2 separate regions of the Mus musculus genome follow, and region 1 is linked to region 2. A link is a contact called in public HiChIP or PLAC-seq data. All regions are on one chromosome and are shown on one strand. Each heading gives the region's core, a stretch centred on a gene start, on an enhancer-like site or on the middle of the called end of the contact. The rest is flanking DNA. Distances are from core to core; before and after follow the strand shown.

The links. HiChIP or PLAC-seq counts read pairs in DNA pulled down with a chosen protein or histone mark.
Region 1: a contact with region 2 is called in an H3K27ac HiChIP or PLAC-seq map of the NIH/3T3 cell line, with 7 times the contacts expected there. The contact joins two enhancer-like sites. A contact is called at or near these places in 2 of 484 Hi-C or Micro-C datasets (liver and uterus), 5 of 115 datasets of contacts at active chromatin or transcription factors (the NIH/3T3 cell line, embryonic limb bud, embryonic stem cells and 2 more) and 1 of 9 other capture datasets (embryonic stem cells).

Annotation. Positions count from the first base shown.
Region 1 is chr4:84,632,822-84,639,675 of GRCm38.p6, reverse strand. All of the region lies in intron 1 of Bnc2 (basonuclin 2), which reads left to right. Among named protein-coding and RNA genes, the nearest start is that of Bnc2, 39 kb to the left of the region's middle. Within about 2 kb of position 1,810, at least 73 of the 459 cell types and tissues checked have an H3K27ac peak or open chromatin away from gene starts, as enhancers often do. A contact at or near this core is called in the NIH/3T3 cell line and uterus, where this site is marked.
Region 2 is chr4:84,083,788-84,090,745 of GRCm38.p6, reverse strand. The region is part of intron 1 of Gm33410 (a long non-coding RNA gene); the gene reads right to left. Among named protein-coding and RNA genes, the nearest start is that of Gm33480, 5.3 kb to the right of the region's middle. Within about 2 kb of position 2,320, at least 38 of the 459 cell types and tissues checked have an H3K27ac peak or open chromatin away from gene starts, as enhancers often do. A contact at or near this core is called in the NIH/3T3 cell line and uterus, where this site is marked.

The DNA of each region.
Region 1 (6,854 bases), core at 561-3,060, 550 kb before region 2:
TGCACACCCAGATGATTTCTGGTTTTTAGAGGTTGCCAATGGGTGTTTATGAATTGGACTTCGGCGAAGATTATTTTAGGTTGTCTAACTGGTCAAGAAGTTCAGTTTCTCTCACAAGGAAATGCCAGCGCTCTCCCTTGGAGGAGGAAACAGAGAAAGCAAGCGTTTCCCACTGTTGTGACCCTCTCCCTGGCTTCTTCCTGCCTGCTTCCAGTGGAGCCAGTTTCTGGAAGGCTGAAGCAGTGCCCTGCATTTCTGCCGCTCTCTCAGGCAGGCTTCCACGTTAAGTTTCTCTGCCTCCAAACACCCTCTGTGTCGTCTTCTGCCAGGTCACGGCTGTGAATTGGGAGTCAGTTGATGATTTACCCCATTTTCTGCTCTCAGGCAATAATTATTTTGGTTCCTCCCCATATCCCTTTTTGGTGATGGACTTTCAGAATCCAGATCACTTATGGGTCTCTCAGGAGGGGGAAGTTTGATGTTTAGAAGCTGAAGGGAGATTATAAGCTGGCAGTCGTCACCTTGGGTGAGAGAGTCAGGTGAATGCTGCCTGCCATTGGTCGGGCTGGTAGAATTTATTGGCCCTAGTGAATGTTAATCTTTGGCAATTTGAAGAACTTAAACATCACGTAAACAGTTGTATATCGTAACTGTATATCTTATAGAGATAATTATATTCCAGAGCAGTTATGTTCTGTGTCTAAACAATGTTAGAAAACCATTACAGTTTTTCATGAAATAAAATTGTGCAGGGCCTGAAAGAAAAGCTAGACTGTCCTGGCTGAACAGCTTTTGAAGGAGTCTAAATTTCCACACAGACTTCTGTAGTCTTGTCACAGACTCGAGCCTTCGTGTGGAGACGGTAGTGGATGCTTTACACATATGTAGGCAGGAGTAGGCAGCATGTGTTCCACACTGAGGGTCTGGCTCTTTCTGATTTTCTTTAGTGCTGTGTTTTTCGTTCCTCTGGGGAAATAAGTTAACCTATTTATGTTTATTCAGTATTTTTGAGCTTGGTTACTTAAAGAAAAAACATTTCCTGTTACTGTTTATATGAATATTTTTTGGATTTTGTACATTAAAATTAAAGTACCTACTGTGTGCTAGATATTAACAGAACTTCTGCTTTACTTCTGAACTTTTAACACTGAGCACAGATCTAATTTTTTTTGTTTTTTTGCAGTTATACAGGAGGGCAGGAAGTAAGGTGAAAATGGATTTTTGGCCCTTGTAGTTTTCTAGCCACTTCTGTGTATTTTATTTTAAAAAATATTTTTTAAAAAGTGTTTTGAATTAAGGAATCAACCCGCATGTCCAACTTGTGAAAAACTATGGAACCACACACCATCATCAAAAAGGGAACATTTGCTATCAGGAATGTGGTCCCTCAGTCACCTAATAAAAGGGCGGGCGCTTAGCTACACATGGGGGCAAAGAAACAGAACTCTTCACTTGATAGAGTGAGAGCAGTGGCCAGAGACAGCTCCCTACCCCAAGACAGAATGCTTCAGAAACATGTTGCCATTAATATTTAAGACAGAAAGCAGCATTCTGAGCCGCTCCTCTCTTCCCCTCTCCCCCCTCCTCTCAGCCTTCATGTTTTAGTTTGCTCCCAAATGCTCACAAGTCCATGCCAGACGGAAATTCGCAGAGGCCACTCAGGAGGTGCTCAGAGGAACAGTCACACTCAGTCCTTCAGGCCTGGTGGGTCCTGAGTCCTCTGCAGCTGGGGACTCCCTGCCTCTGCGGCCTCTGCTGGAGCTGCAGCCCCTCCCCCCAGACTCTGGAGTCGCTTGGAGGCCATCTAGTCCTACGCTGTCCGTCAGATGTGTTTACTTTTTCCCTGACAGCCGACACATCTGGAGCACATATTCAGGTTACTCCAGTGCCACTAGACACATTCCACAAGATCATTTCAGCGGTTGTTATGGCGATCTTCCTCCCTCCAGTGATTTTCAAGTTGCATGACAGAAATAGCTGGAGCTAACCAGGGGGACAAAAGTCAACGGGATCAGGAAGGGCTTCTTTCACAGAATGAACTAATTAGTGACCCTGCTTGCTTCACAGGGCAGTGAGCATATGGTTTAATAAAGTGAGCCTGTGACACTTTTTTCTCTCTCTCTCTCTGTCTCTCTCTCTCTCTCTCTCTCTCTCTGTAGGCAAAGCTGTCACTGACTGAAGACTGTTCTGTTTTTACTGGTGGGATGTAGTCTTCTATCTTTCAACAGAGTTTTCTTCGCAAGTAGAAAAACCATTTGCTCCTGAGAGTTAAACTTCAGAACTTTCCCTTGGCTTAATACTACCTAACTGCAGCAGGTCCTTCCACTTAAAGAGACAGTGCTCTTTTTCTGTGCCTGCAACTGAAAGGCTCTGCCTCACTTAAGTCTTTTCAGTTAAGGTTTTCTATCTGATAGGAATTGGTTCCTGGAGGGTTAGATAAATAAGATTCGTTGTTTATTGTGGGTTTCCTATAAAATGTGATCAATATTTCTCACTGGATTAGCTACAGATTTATTTGTTTCAGTGATTTTTGTTGAGTATAGTTATAGAAGGTATTATTAAAAGGTTTGGTTAAGCAACTCCAGTTCTTATCACATTTTAAGTAACATGCAGACTTCTGGTTATAATTCAGTTTTTTTCCCCCTCTGAGGCTTAACTTTTTACATTTTTTTCCCTAGGTTTCTGACAACTTTATAGCATAAACACATCATTGTAGACATTGGAATTTAGACTTGAGATCATTTGTATTATGAAGTAGAAATACTACTTGTAGTTAATAGTGGATGTATAGTACTACAAACCAGTGGCATTTGTGATTGTACATGAAAAGTATAAACATGCCTTAATAAAATATCTTCAGCTAAACAGCTTGAGAATATGGATTCAGGGACTCGGGGAGATGGCTCAGTGAGTATGGTGCTTGGTGTGCATGCATGAGGGGCTGGGTTTGAATTCTGTAGTGGGAGGAGGCAAACAGACAGATGGATCATGAGGACTTGCTGACCAACTGCCCAATTGAACCAGCCAGCTCCAGTTGGAGAGACCTTGTTTCCAAAAAAGAAGATGAAGCTGGAGAGTGACGGAGAAAAACACTTCACGTTGATTTCTGGACTCTACATGTGCATATACAGTCAGACTGAGTTTACAGTGCTGTTGATTATAACCTTCCTATTTATCAAATGATTTTCTTCTTTCTTGCTAGTATTCCTGTACTCTTAATTGGATCTTTGGAAGTAGAGCCAGTTGCATGTACTTTGTACTTTTCAACTACTACAGAGATCCCCTCTGTACACTTGAGCCCACAGTGGCTTCTTGCCTTTCTTGCTCTTCCACCAACATCCCTGGCTTTCTCATACATACCACATTTTTCCGTCTAGTCCCCAGGCATTAGAGTCATGTGAGCAGCAGGTCTTCCATTTCCCTTATGGCTGAAACGCCTGTGTGTTGACTGAGCTCTCTGCATCTTGAATATATGACAGTGGGAAGCAAGTAAGAGAATTAGAGCTGGACTCTCTTGGCCATGTTGACTTAATTCTTCACTCTTAATTCATCTGTTTAATGTTCTCCCCTCTTTCCCACCCCCATCAAATTCCTATTGCATGGGTCCTGCTGAGGCTGGTCACTAGGCTGTTCTCAGGAAGGGTCGAAGGACACTAAAGGTCACATAATTAGATGAGAATTTAATTCACAGAGACCTGCTTTTCACCTTTTGTGTTTCTGCTAGTTACACATTATTAACTGTGGTGCCTTTCAGGGCCTCAATTGTTTGGGTGAGTATGTATCAAGCAGGACTAAAAGTCAGCTAGGAATCCTGAGAGTGACTGTAAAACGATGTGAACCTCTCCAGATGTAACTCTGAAGAAGTTAACCCTGATGCAGTTCAAGTGTTGTACGTAGTCAGTGTTGTGGTGGCTCTCTCTAAGTTTAACCGGTATTGGTTACTGCCATCACAGCACTTCATGCCGCTTATTCGTGAACTAGAAGAAGACAGAGAGCGCACTTGTTTTAACCCGTGGTTTGTTTGGATGCAGGTGAGGAAGCCAGCTTGTCTCTGTAGCACAGTGACATCTGTATTATATATAATGATGTCGGTTGAGATTTCATACTTTAGTGGCCCAGTGTATACATCTGACTGTCCTGCCATCTGTCTTTACCGTGTGCTTTCAGTAGTTTGTTGTCCTGTTTTTAAGGCTTCATCTAGTACAAAGCTACTTTGTTCCCAAGGGGTTATTCAGTTTCCCGTGGTGAAATACCCATGCCTACCAAAAATGGCACTTGTTATTCTTATTTCAGTCATTTCTGCCAAACTTTGAAAGTGAAGGGGTCCCACAGCAATCTCTATATTTTATAAAGAACCTCCAGCTGCAATTTTCTTTGCATTTTTCCTTTAATGCTCTAGTATATGGCAACCAGCTTAATTCAGTCAGGCAACCACTGTGCCAGAGCAGTCAGCCTCTGTGTGATAGCTAAACAAATAGTGGATTCAGTGTGGCAGTGATAATCTCAACTTACAGGACTGTCTCAGTTGTGAAATGTTTGTGTTACGGATGACATTTTTGTTGTTTCTGTTACAGTCTGACAGCTGAAGATGCTTTTAAAACCTTCTAGTCACTTAGAGCAGAGCTATGCCGCCCAGGCTCAGTGATTCTAAAAGGCAGGGCCTATCCATCCATCACAGCAGCAGTGAGGCTCTGGGTTAGGGGGGTAGATTGAGGGGTGAGGGAGTGAGACAGAGAAGAGGGGGAACTGCTCTGTCCAGTTTACATTTGTCACCAGTGACTAGCTTTTAAAAAATGTATTAGCTGTGTATGGTGGTAAGTAAGATCCAGCTGCAGGGGATTACTGCTTTGAGTGGGTCGGGGAGCTTGGAATGCATTCAGTTCCATCAGGGGATTTGTGTCCCTCGTCATCTGCCTGAACATTGCTAAAGCAGTAAAGATTAAGAACAGACCAGTGTCACCTGCCTTGAACTTTGAAAAACCCTGGAGCTATTAAATAAGTAGGGTGGTGGTTTAGCAAGTGTCCCTTTTCTGTGTCCCAAAGTGTTTTTCAAATGACATACATGAAGTAAAAGGAAACACATCTGTGTGCTCAGGTGAAAGGCTGTATTGTGGTTGACTGATTTCCACAACTTGCTGAACCTGGTGCAGTTGTGATTTACGATGAAAACCCAGCTTTCACAAATAACTTTCTGCTAATGAACATTTTTGTGAGATGGGTTCCAAACCAAGATGAACAGTCAGTAGTTAGGAGGGAATGTTTCTGAGAGATTCAGCCTCACTCCATAGGAGAAAAAGCCTTTGCTTGGTTTGGTTTTGGTGACTCTCCCCTCCCCCTGGAAGAAAGTTAAGAGAACACCACAAAGGTTTGCTTTTCTCAGGGATTTTGAAATTCAGCATTCATGCCAGCAAGCAGTTTAGAGGCAGGAAGTCTTTCCTAGTAGTGCAGTCATGAACTGGTAAACTAGAAGCATCTGTAAAAATTTAGAGGGAATATCAGCTTTCTCAAAGCTCCAGCCCAGTGTAATGAGGTGCAAATGACAGCACTGTGTAACCTTCCCCACCCCAATTGTGGAATGGGATGCAGAGACCAGAAATGCAGAGGACAGGGATTGCAGAGAGCAGAAATGCAGAGCACAGGGATTGCAGAGAGCAGAAATGCAGAGCACAGGGATTGCAGAGCGCTCCCTCACTGCAACACATTTCATTTTTCAGATGCATAGGCTTTCAGATGACCAAGGATAACCTCAGCTCCTAGGGTCCACCAGGTGTAAACAAGTGATTTTCTGCTCAGCATCTCTAGGTGCCACTTTGGAAAAGTGGTTGTTTGAGGGTCTGGGCGTGTGAAATGATACACCTACTTATCTGACTGAGTTAACAAGAGTTTTTAGTTTGAAGTAAACTTCAGCTGATTTGTATCTCTGGCAGGCATTTCTTTCTTCAAGGGGGAAAAAAAAAAGAGGGATAAGGGAAAAAAAGTGATTTGTTTGAAGAGGCACATCTGGGGTGTGATCTGCTATATCGTAACACCAGATGGCAAGTTTAGGCTGACAGCTGAAGCCATGTTAGCATGGTCAGACTGGATCGTAATGTGTCGCAGCCCCCTTCCCCATCCTGCCTGTGCACAGGAAGTACAACAGTTATTCGCACCCTGGGCTAGCAGTCATCTTGCGTTTTTGGCTTTGGATGCTCCTTCTGCTGTTTATAGACAAGGCTGGCTTTCCTTGGCAACTCCTGAAACAAGTTTCCTCTGCTCATGCCATTTCAGAACTATGTTTTGTTGAGCCACAAAGGTGTGGTGCCTTAAGGTGGCTCATGCTTGTCACGACAGGCATGGCTTTAGCCCGGCTGAGTGGTGACTAGAAGTGACAGCGTGGGTTTGAGGTGCCTCGGGGCCTCTCTGTTAGCGCTCTTGCCTGAACATTGAGAATATGAGGGTGCCCTGGAACACCTTTGCTCATGTAGAGTTAACAGTTAGGAAGAGCATGGCTCTGAGGGGGCTGAGGACAGGCATGTGGGTTTGTACCTCTTTATTTTCTCGCAGGAGATGTTACTAGGGAGGATTACATATGTGGCCTTTGGGACGATAGAATGCAAGCTGAGCAAGGGAAGCCAGGAGCCACAGAAGGAGGAATGGCTGAAAATCACAGATGGAGATTGTAGGTTTTTGTGTTAAATACTTGCTACATGTGTCAAGCTGACAAAATGTTTACAGATAGTTTTAAAGACCCACAAAACAAAACAAAACAAAACATGGGAAACCTTCACTTGACACTTCAAATGAGCCATACCTGGTACAGTCTCCCTTATAGTCACTTGATTTATAGCTCTTCAGTAGCAACAGTCAGAGCCTGT
Region 2 (6,958 bases), core at 1,071-3,570:
AGCTGCTGTTTTCTTTACATTCAATGCAAGTGGATCTTCTAAATGGCTCTTTCCACACAATGGTCTTCTTGCCCATGCCTCCTCTTTGCCTTATGCAGAACTGCATTTAATCTACATACTGGGGGCAGATGTATTGCTTCTACTCACAGACCTAGAGAGAAGGAATTCTTCAAATTCCTGAATGCCATAGTTCTCACTGCTGGTAGATCTTACAACTCTACAATACACTATGCTGTGCCCACGGCCCACATTCATGTTATAGCCGACCTGGGGAGGATCCACAGCTCTGACTTAGCTCTACTGGCCAGCTCTCAACTGTAGGTGGCTTGTTTTATAAGAATGGAGCTGGACATCTAGAAGGCCAGTGAATAGTGAACAAGAGAGGGGGAAAAAGCAAAGATTCTGCAGACATACTGCCCATGGCTTTGCACACCCGTGGGTGATAGGTCCAGACTCTAAGGCTGAAAACGGTTCATATGTCACTTGCCCAGCAGTTGATATATTTAAGTGACAGAGTGAGTCTGTATAAGTGAGTGTGTGTGAGTTTTCTCCTTCTACTGAGTTGCCTTCTGGGGCCATATTCTGATTTGCTTTGTGTGGTCTAGACCACTCACCAGCACATTGACCACACAGTACATTCAAAGGTGATAGCACCGTGTTTGTCACCACTTTATACTAACATGAGGAGGGACTGTTATAAACCACCCCTTCCATTTGATGAGAAAATTGCTCGACACAGAGGTGTATACGAGGGAGGTTTGGAGTCCAGTGTCCTTCCTCTGCAGCCCACCCAGCCTCTGGGGCTAGAATGTGGCTGGGAAAGGCATTGTGTTCCCAAATAAGCAGGATGTCTCTGGCTGGGTGACAGCTCTTGACCCACCTCATTTTTGTTCTGCAGGTGTTGGAAAAAGGATGTGACCATCCCTAACCCTCAACAGGGAAGGGTGGAAAATGCTTCACTGTGCATGCATGAGGGTGTACATGTGTTTATGTGTGGTCCTTGGAGTAAGGGCTGGGAAGAGACCAGCCTGCAAAACAATATTAAGAAACCGAAACATTTTCCACTGAGAAATAGAATTACTGCCCCGTGGAATTCTTACCCAGCGTGAGAAGTGAGCAGTAACCCCTCCTTTTCATTAGTTAAACAAAGAGGTCTATTTTTCAAATGAAAACTTTCAGCATGGAAAACAATGGAATTCCCAGGGCTTTGTTAGAAGCAGGATTCTCAGTACACCGATTCTCAGTGCACCGATAAACATGTCTATGTGGATGTTCAGCGGCAGAGGGTGCCGGTGATACCCGATCAAATGATAGAACAGGTCTGGTAAAATGGATGACCAAGGACTTAGCTTCAGGATTCCCAGAACAATCCCAGGTAGAAAGGCCAACAGAGAGAATGATCCATGACCTGGGAAGAGGTCAAGTGTTCTGGAGAGAGAGAGACAGAGACAGAGACAGAGACAGAGACAGAGACAGAGACAGAGACAGACAGAGACAGACAGACAGACAGACAGAGACAGAGAGACAGAGAGAGACAAAAACACAGACAGAGACACAGAGAGAGAGAGAAAGACAGACACACACACAGAGTACTAATATTTTCTGTAAGTCCATTAAATGATCCCCTTTCTTCCTCCAAGGCAAGCATCTCCTTCTGGTCAGAAAATAATCTGCCAAATTAAGCCCTGCCTGATTCAGTAGGGTGTGTGTTCCAGCTTGCTGAACTCCTGGCCTTCAAAGTTCTTCCAAACAAAAACCATCTTCCCATCAGAGGCATGGGGTAATGCCACGGCTTCTCTTAAGGTGTTCCCGGGCACTTGCACCCACATGAGAGCAGCTAAGAAGGTGAAAGCACATTCTAACTCCATCACTTAGAAGTGTGTCCTGGGCTTTCTCTGGGCCTCTCCTTGCCCACCTGCAGATGGGAAGAGTAGTCCTACTTACAGCGCAGTTCACATGAAGATTAAATGCAACAGTGCTTACTTACAAAGCACTCAGTGCCCTTTCTAAAGAGAGGAAGAGCTTGATTGAATTGTGGCCATTGTTATCAAGTTAAAGGGACCTGGCATATGTTCACAGGCCGAAACATTTTAAATTAATAAATATCATTCTTTGAGGTTTCCACTTTCTCCATCTTGCTTGCAGAGAGCATGTTGTTTAAAAAAATAAGAAGCAGGCACAAAATAGGAGCTCTTCAGTCGGAGCTTCCTTCTCTAATCAGTCTGCGAATGTTTCGGGGAGTGCTCTATTTAACTTGGCTGGCCCCGAGTTTTGCCGTGAGTAATATGCTGGGCTTAATTTCAAACTCCACGCAGCCAAGATCACTGGATACTTGAGCTTCCCCAAGCTGAGTTGATACAGCTGCTCTGCCCCTGGTCACTGGTGAGCTGTCCCTGAGGATCCCAAAGAGTCTTAACATAAACAGGTCAGTGCGCGTGGGCCACCGCAACAGTAAAGGGCATGGATCGTACAGAGGAGCAACCATGGGAGGCAGAACTGGGAGACCGGGGGAGCTCAAAGGCAGAGTCAGGAAACACTGAGACGGAGAGAAGATGACAGACAGAGTGGAAAGGGAGGCCTCTGTGAGGCTTGAGGAGATCAGCGTTGCCCGAAGAATCCTGCAGTCAGGGAGTGCAGGAGGTGAGAAGAAGGTCCGCTTTATGATGCTACCATAATAATAAACGAAAGGTATTACCGCTTTGCAAGTGAGGATTTCTGACACCAGTTAGATGAGACGATGGATACTTGCCTTTTAAAGTATTGAGTATGGCTTTCTTTTAAACACAGGCTCCATTACAAATAAAACTGTAGAAACCAAATTCAATTTCGACATGCCGTCCCCCAGAAACTTAGCTCTGGTATAAAACAAGGCTTGTCAAGGCCGTGGAGAACTTAGTCTGTAGAAGGAGGGACAAGATTCGTGGACAAATGGAGCAGGTTAATTTGAGGCCAGTGTAACTTCAGTGGCAGCCGGGTTGGCTCACAGGTCCAGGAGGCTAATGACTACGGAGTGCTCACTTTCCAGCTAGGAAATGTCTCCTTGGCTTCTGAGGTAGCAACACTCTTACCTTAAAAGGTTTGGATTGATGATCTGGGCCTAATAAAAGTGGATTCTCCAGTCTGTTGGGAACAACAATCATTTCAAAAGTGAAAGATAATGAAGATGTTCTAGAAGCAATATGATTATGAATATACATTATAAATGATAATTACAGTTCACCATTTTGGCCTTCAGAGCCTCCCAACATTATAACCCAGTGCTGGTGATTCATCTTCTCTGTTCCCTTTTGAAGGAAAATTAGTTTCAAACTATAGATTTTCCCCTTTGGTCTGATTTGCGGTCAGTTCTGATTGAATTCTCCATCTCCTAAATATAAGTGTGGCATGGGGCTTTAGGTTTCGGTATGATCTGAAATCCGGGAGCTTCCGCATGCACTCGGCCCCTGAATTATACCTGGCTGGGCAGCTCACTTGGTCGTCTCAATACTATGCAATCGCCGAAGCACCCAACATTGTCACAGAAATAAAATTCTGATGTATAGATACACTTAAAGGATCAAATATCACAAAGCAACTCTACTTCAGACATGCAAGGTTGGTTTAACATAGAAATCAGTCAACAGAATTCATCAGAGTAACAGGATAAAGAAAAAATCATAACCATCTCAAAATATAAATAAAGAAAATATTTGATAAAACAGTATATCTTCATAATTAAAAATCAATTATCTAGTTGTGGCAATATTAGAAAAGAATACCTCAAACTTGATAGCATTTTAATAGTATTTTAAAATGAAATAATAGTATAAATACATTTAGCAAGATTTATGAACCTAATATCTGAATATGCAAACCTTACAGAGAGTGTTTTTTGTTTATTGTTTTCCCAAGACTTAAGCAATTTACCACGTAAGTGGGATTGGGAAAACATATATTGTAGAAATATTAATGATTTTCGAATTGATCTATTGCTTCAGAGTAATACCCATAAACATTCTAGCTTGTTCCTCTCCTCCCTTCCTCTGTATCCCCCTCTTCACTTCGTTTCTTCTTTCCTTTTTTTTCTAATTTGTGAAAATTATCAAGCTAATTCTAAACTTTATATGGAACTGCAAAAGATAAAACACAGTCTAGACAAAACCTAAGCAAAGGAAAGCAGAAAGTTCAAAGTTCAACGGTCCTTAAGGCAATGCAGAGTACAATCAGAGACACCTGGACTCATGGCGCAGACCTGAAAGTCCAGAAACAGAGCTCTGGATGAAGTATCTGATGTACAAGGTCTCACTCAAGGTTATGTGCAAAGAGTGGTCTCCTAAGGAAATGGTTCAGTTATGTGTATTCCTCAAAGAAAAATAATTGACTTGTGCCTATCTTACACCATTTTAAAAAGTCAATTATAGATGGATTTTGGGCCTAATGGGAAAAATTTAACAATAAAGCTTGTAAAATATGAAATAGAAAAATAGCCTCATGACCTCAGGGTGCGTTGTTCTAAACAAGCTGTAAAACTCATCAACCACAAGATGATTTTCTTAAGCCATTTTTCTTCTTGAAATTATGAACTTATCATGAATAAAGAAAAAAATAACCACGTGATTTTAAAACTTAAAATGGGTGGGAGCTACACTCATCTGTGATTGTGAGTAGGTATTTACATTCAGTTAGAGATTATACTGGTTTAGGAAACTAGCAGTAATAGGCTCTCCTCTCGGTTCCATGACCTCTCCAGCCATGAGGAGTTGGACAGGCTTATAGTGCCAGGATATAACAGCCACCACTGCACCTTTGGGGATGTCCTGCCTTGCTGGTCACTGTCCTGTCCATAGACATCACTGCTGGGGAGAGCTATCAGATGCTTTGCTTCCTTAGCAGTTTGTAGAATCCTTTCCGTACCATGAAAGGTAGTGCTTCATAAGGAGACTCTAGGTCATACCCAGATCAGTTCCCCCAAGCCCTGTATCCTAAGTGGCTGGTGCATTTAACAATAATCCAATATTCTTTTCCTGGAAGACAATAAAGCAATGACAGTAACCTATATTGTTTTAGAAAGTCTCTTGCACTTTGCTGACCAACAACTAGAAAGGAGTTCTTTCATGCCTGGCACTGGGGTTTTTGTTAAATAAATCCATGGTTTGGGGGAAGCATTGCCACACCTACTGGTATAACTAATACGCATATACAATATTTACGAATAATATATATATGTAATAATTTATATGGGCTTTTCCAAACATCCTTAGTGTTATTTATCTCTTCCCTGTCTCTTTGTTTTTTCCTCCCCAGGCAAGATTCCCCCCACCCATTTTCCTGTTTCTCTTTTGTAACAGCTGTGTCCTGCTATTTCTCTCTCTGGTGCTCTTGTATCTCCCCCATGCCACCCGTGCTATAACTGGTTTTTACTTTCTTGCTATCTACAATTGTTTCCAGTTATATACTTGCATCTACAGAGTCAGACTCACAAATAAGAGAAAGTGTGAAAGCCACACTAGTCAAGATGCAGAGACTGTAGGGAGCCTTCTCCCAATTAATACATTTACAACAGGACCACGATCTGTAAGACCCAGGGACCATCACACAAGAAGGTGTGGAGAGATTATTAGAGCCAGAGGACGAGGAGGACCAGGATATTTACCACAAGATTGTGTGTGTGTGTGAGAGAGAGAGAGAGAGAGAGAGAGATCAACATTAGACTTGAAGAGATCGGAAGGAACTGGGTAAGAGAAGGCTAGGGATGAATATTATCAAGAAATTCTCAAATAAAAATAGTTTTAAAAAGTAAAATGCAAGTACGAGAAGGTGTTTTATAATGTACATATTCTAGGGATCAGATGATGGCTCTGCAGATAAGGTGCTTGCTATGTGTGAGAACTAGAGTGTGCATCCCCAGAACCCATGTTCCAAAGTCCAGGTGGACCCCTGTGTGCTAAGAGGCCCTGCTGCAAGAATAAGTAACTGTGGAGTAGTCATTCAGTCCTAAGTGAATGCCCATTCGTTCATCCACATCAGACCCCTGCCCTGAAGGCTCAGGGATCATTCCAGAAAAGGGAGTGGAAAGAGTGTAAGAGCCAGAGGTGGTGAGGGTCTACCGTGAGAGGTGTTTTCTGGATACATTCCAGCACACACACGTACAGACACACACACACACACACACACACACACACACACACACACACACACACACGTACATGTGCGAAACCCCACAGTAATTGTGACAGTGTGCACAAGGTCTGTGCAGCCTCAAACCAGACAATATCCCAGCATGAAGTGGGGATGGGGGCACAAATTCCCATCCCCAGTTGAGGAGGTATTGGCAATGCATAGTTTGAGTGAGGGCGGGAGCACATCTTCCTTAAGGGTGTAACGTTGGGGTCTCCTGCTTCTGGGCAGGGCCCACATTCAGGAGTTTTTGGATAACAAAATTGGAGTTAGTGGGTTCAAAAGAGAAAGGGACACAGTGAGTGGGTAGGGAGAAGGGTTAGATTTGGAAACTGTGCAGGCGAATGCAATCAAATACAAATTCTCAAAGAATTAATAAAAATACTAATTTCAAAATGAGAGAACCTACCTCAACACATAAGCTGGAGAGAAATTAAGGAAGATAGCTGGCATTAACCTTGTTCCTGCTGAAGTACACATGCACACATGCACATATGCACACTTGCACATATGCACACATGTACTTGCACACAAAACACCCATTTGTAAGTATGCAAATACTTCTTATAGGTAGAATATTTAAATTTTTCTTATGTAAAACAACAATAGATAATACATTAATAGTGGACAAAATAATTGAATAATCTCTTCAAAAAATAAAATACCTCAATTTATTTAAAAAAAAATTGGAAAACATTGCAAATTCAGCGGTCCAGCCAGCTGCTGTAAATCGGAGGTAAATTGACAACCACGAGGATGTGAACCAGCAGGGATGTCACACTGTGAGCATGAAGGTTGCCAG